Regions from separate parts of the Podarcis muralis genome. Here region 1 is linked to region 2. Evidence: chromatin contacts called from public Hi-C data. All regions are on one chromosome and are shown on one strand. Each heading gives the region's core, a stretch centred on a gene start, on an enhancer-like site or on the middle of the called end of the contact. The rest is flanking DNA. Distances are from core to core; before and after follow the strand shown.

The links. A called contact is a pair of places that touch in the nucleus more often than the background predicts.
Region 1: a contact with region 2 is called in a Hi-C map of tail, with 4 times the contacts expected there. The contact joins the promoter of GARRE1 here to the promoter of KIFC3 in region 2. A contact is called at or near these places in 2 of 3 Hi-C or Micro-C datasets (blood and tail).

The regions. Positions count from the first base shown.
Region 1 is chr7:54,606,630-54,609,329 of rPodMur119.hap1.1, reverse strand. It overlaps GARRE1 (granule associated Rac and RHOG effector 1), which reads left to right and starts at 1,437. Exons shown (of 14, transcript XM_028739372.2): 1 at 1,437-1,560.
Region 2 is chr7:54,477,488-54,480,187 of rPodMur119.hap1.1, reverse strand. KIFC3 (kinesin family member C3) reads right to left here and starts at 1,418. Exons shown (of 21, transcript XM_077931804.1): 1 at 1,317-1,418.

The sequences.
Region 1 (2,700 bases), core at 188-2,687, 130 kb before region 2:
GGCCAGTATCTTTAGCAGGTGCATACCTCCCCATTGCAGCACTGTGATTGGAGGCAGGGAGCGGGGAGAAAATATGTATTTTACTCTTAACCGATTGCACACTTCACAGGTGGAGAGAGCGCGCACGTGCGAGAAAGCTATGCGTGTGTGTCTGCATTTGAGTGCGTGAGAGGGCAGGAGTGTGAGTTTGGTGTGTTTCCATGCAAAGTGTGTGAATTTGTGAGTTGTTGATATGCAGTGTGGACATGCGTGTGGACTGTTTGGGTGGGGTGTGCCTGTGCATGTGTGTCCCTCTGTGCATGTGTGTCCCTCCTATCTTAGATCATGTGCATGCTCCATTTCTTTGTGTCAGTCCATCTCTAAAGGTGAGAGGGGATGAGACTGGAGAAGATGGCTGGGGGACGTATGCTGTAGGGGTCAAGTCCTGGAGACCTCCTTGGTGATAAAACAGCAAACTACATCGAGAAGGGATGGAGTAACTGGGCGTGTTCAGACAAGAGAAAGAATATGAAGGTTGGATGTATGTTGACAGTTTGCAAATAACAGGTGAAAAAGGAAAAAGGTCAACTCTAGTGGATAAGGCAAGAAAATCAGTGGAAGGAGGTCAGATTTAAATGAAATGTCACTTAAAGCTTCCTGCTTTTAGGAGTGGTTCAGCCCTGGAATAAACTGAGAGGTTTTCAGTATGGTTGGACAAATATTTACGAGGGATGCTTTTAAGTAGAGGATGTTTTCCCTCGGAGCATGGGATCAGCTAAACGTCCTGTTGGATGCCTTCCAGTTCTATCAACCAGGTGTTTATTCTGTTGTTTGGTGGAAAGGAATTAAGAGGCACTCATTTTTCGGTGGAACCTCAGGCCATATATCAATAGAGGAGTAACTAGCACCCAGGGCCAAATCCAGCCCCTACTTGCCATTCCAGAGATATATGGAGAGGGGCCTGCCTATGGCCATGGCTAGCAGCCCTGTTTGGAGAGTGATGTGGGTTTCTAGGCTGCCAGCCATCACTGCCTCCTCAAACATTTTCCTACAGTAAAGCTGACCAGGACAATACTTGATGAATAGTTTGTTATTCATACCCCTAGGGATACAAGTGTGGGTCAGCAGTTTCATCTAGCAACAAATAACTTTAAACCACTTCTCTGAAAAAGAAAAAGGGCTTTAGCTGGCCAGGATAGCAGAACAATGGCACACTTCCTGCCCTGATGGCTGGAAAAGATTATTTCTGACATTTACTTTTAACAGACCAGCTGGCTTGTGCAGCAGCATTGTCAAACAGCATTGTTCAGCGATAGCAAGTTAGGCATCCATTCATGAGATTGAGAACTCCCAAACTGCAAGAAATAAATCACTCCCAAAGCATACACCCCCAGAGGAAGCTGTCTGCTGCCTCCCTGCGTGATTATGCTGCTCTGGGCTTGCACTTATCTTCTGGTGGTAGGTGATTCTGCCACATCTCCATAATGGATCCTGCTCTTAGCTACTGGAAGTTTGGGAAGCACTGTGTTGGAAGGATGAGTCCACAAAAGTATAATATGTACAACTGCTTCACACCCCTTTGTAAGTATTATCTCAACATTGCATCTTATCATCTAGTTACTAACATACGACTGTTTTTCCTTTTTCAATATAACGTAACAGAATATCCAAGTACATTTTTGGCACAGTCTGTTGGGAACATCCTGGTGCAGGACCGGGCTTGAAGCCAGTTTAAAAGTTCGGGGGGCGGGGGAAGGGATGGACAAAAAGTAATGGAGCTGTTTAAGGGGACAGATAATAATAATAATAATAATAATAATAATAATAATAATAATAATAATATTTGTACCCTGTCCATCTGGCTGGTTTCCCCAGCCACTCTGGACGGCTTCCAACAAAGATTAAAAACACATCAAAATCTGGCAGGTCCTTTTAAAGACAAAACTGTGAAATGCTTTTAATTAACCCTTATTTTTGGGGTTGTCCTGCAACTTAGGCACATTCAAACATTTTCACTAAGCAACTTCAACAATTCTTAATTATCTTGCCAACAATTAACACAAAAAAGGTTGTTAAAAAATCAGGAATAACCCTATATCTTCAATGCCTTGCTTGTCCCTAGTCTCATCAACCAACAACACAACACAAGTACTTTAAACCATTTGCTCCAGAAAAAAATCTACAACTGTTTGAGTTGTGCTGTGGATTTCATTTTGGATTTCAGGGCTAGTATATTTAGCACTTGCAGGAATAGTCTTCACAATTTGTTGCAATTTTAAAAATATTTTCTCATAGAAAATTCAGCTAACCACCTGCATCTACTCCTAATTGTTCACACCCAGAATCGCCCCTGAAAGACAACTGATTGACCACTACAAACTGAGTTACTCCAGCAATACATTTCACATAGTATCTGTTATTTTCCACCACTTGGCTGCACAGTTTTTCCCTCTTGAATAGTTTCTCCTGTTGATCCTCGCTTTTGTTGCTCTGAAAATTATCCATTGCACTTTTATGGGCAATTTACTTTGTGAGCCTGGAAAACATTTGCCTGCTTCCCTTCAGAGTCTCCTGCATTTACAAATGCTGAGTCAGAGTTTGCAACAGGATTTTTTTCTCTATTGAAGAAGTAACATCTCTACTAACTGAGTACTCCAGACACTCCTCTAAGATTTAAGACAGGAACACTGGAACTTCCATGTATGGCCAAACATTGTAGAC
Region 2 (2,700 bases), core at 169-2,668:
CAATCCTCTACTGCCTTGACAGCATTTCCAAGAGACTCTCCAGCGATTAGCTACACAATTTCTTTTTTGTTGAAAGAAATGTATTGTCTTGAATGAAAAGAATCAACTACAAGAAGTTAGCAATTGAGGAATATCAACTAAATACAGACTAAAATAGATCAACAACAATTCAATATGATGGGGGGGGAATTAAGGTTCAAATAAGTGTTTAATTGAGTTCAATATATGATCATGATATAAGCACCTTAGTTATTTATTATTGCTATTTCCCTGTCAACATTTCACAGAAGATAAGAAAAGTATTATTCTTCATGGGTGAGCAGTAATGGCATGGTGGGGCCAACACAGTTCAGACAATTGAGACTCTTAACATGCTGCAAGCAGCAAACAGGATCTTTGCAAGTGGGTGAATGCCATAGATTAGGAGGTAGGCAAACTCCAGGCTTACATGATCTACTGTACTTTACCTTGTACTAGAAGCTCAAGGTCCATGAACCAGAGCTGGATATAAAGTAGTGGCTAGAGGGGGGCGGAGTCAAGCAGCATAGGGTTAAAGAAGAGACCATGCCTCTGAGCACATGATCAATGCAATAATTTGATTTTTAGTACCATAACTCATGACTTGTTACACAAAATCCACTCCTGGTTTCCTCCCCGCCCCCTCCATCCCAGCAGCTTAATTTAAAGAAGGAGGGAAGCATTTTTGTTGCTGCTAATTGTAAACTCAGATGATTTGCAGCAAATCAGCACCAGATCAACCAATCTAGATCCCGATCTACCTTCAGCCTACCACTGCAATAGATTAAGTCCATGAAGACAGAAGGCAAAAGCAGTGAGCCAACTCCCAGACTACAATGCTTCAGATACATGTATGTGCTGGAACAATGAATTACCATGGTACCTTGGGTTACATACGCTTCAGGTTACATACGCTTCAGGTTGCAGACTCCGCTAACCCAGAAATATTATTTTGGGTTAAGAACTTTGCTTCAGGATAAGAACAGAAACCGTGCTCCGGCGGCACGGCAGCAGCGGGAGGCCCCATTAGCTAAAGTGGTGCTTCAGATTAAGAACAGTTTCAGGTTAAGAACAGACCTCCAGAACGAATTAAGTACTTAACCCAAGGTACCACTGTATGCATTTATACTATTTAATATATACTAGTCCCATATTTGAACTGAGGAAAGCCAAGGCACTGCAAGAGCACAAAATATTTCCCTTTAAGAATTCTGCCCTATGATTCAGTGACTGATCTTGACTTCATAGCTGAGAATTCTTAAGCAGAAGTAACAGTTGTATTTTAATGATACAAGTACCTTTTGCCATATGCAGAGTGCTTCTCCTTCAACTTCAGCCTTTCTCCTTCCCAGAAGCAGATCTTATGTGAAAGCCCAAGGAATTTTCTAGAAATTAGGCACTGATTCCCCCTTCTGTTGCCAGGAAACTCAGCCACAGAACACAGGCATTCTGTTTTCTTCCACATACCAGCTGATTCCTAGCCCCCCCCCCCTTTGCAGCAACTCTTCAAAACAAAGCAGCTTCTTTTTCTCATGACTCTCCCCTCTCTGAACAAGCACTCTGCAATCAACCCAATTTGCACCAAGACTTACCAGGCCTCAGCCCATGTACCTTGACTTGAGCACTGGCGCTGAGTCCTGGAGCATGGGAAGAAAAGTACACCCCAGCATGTGCCAAGTGCCTTTCTGACACTACTGAGCAACTGCAATCTCTTTCTCTCACACCTCTCATTCAGGAAAAAGTTGAGTGTGGGCCCGCTGTCAAGTGCCTCTGCAACAAACCCACTTCTGGTTTCCTCTCCTTTGCCAGATAACCCCCCTCACTCCAGCAAAATATACCATAAATAATGCCCTTTTAATTTTTTTAAGTACTTACAGCACAGTAAAAGAGAGACTTTTCACTGCTCATACAGTATATTATTGTGCTTTCCTCCCTCTCTCTGTAGTTCAGGCCACTGAGGGAACAGAATGAATATCAATAGCTGGAAGGAATGGAGGAGAAATTCATTTGGTTCACTAAAATGAGAAACCTTCCTGATTCTAATTTCCTGAAGCAATAAGTGAACCTGAACACAGTTACCCTTCACAATCTGCACATCTGAATTTTTTAATGATGCAGTTTTCCTACCGTAAAAGTCCACACAAAAGGGCATACATTAGTGAAAGTAACTATAAAACTGTATTTGTATTAGGGAAATGTGCTTGCAAAAATGTGCCCACTAGGCCAAATTGTGTGCAAAAATGCATCTGTTAGGAGAAACATGCATACAAATTCATAACATTTTCAAAATGTGGACTTTTAAAATAAAAACTTGCAAATAGATGGTGTAATGGGGCAAGCTGACCTTAAGGGTGGAAAAATTAGAAACAGAGAGAAGCTTAAATGGACACATCCACCCACCCCTTGGGCAGTCTATCTGTTCCACGTAATAAATATCCTTTTCATTTCCTAGGCATAATAGCATTCTATTCCATAATGGTTTTTCATTTAAATTGATCCCTTGTGTCTATTCCAGAGAGAACAAGCTACATCTGTGCTGTGCTGTGCTGTGCTGTGCTGTGCTAGTCACAATTTTACTGAGACTAGAGACTCAGGTGCCCCATCCACCCAATTAAATTTGGTTATACCATACATGCGAAAATTTAGATAAGTTCATTTCTTCTAAGCACACTATGTGAACAG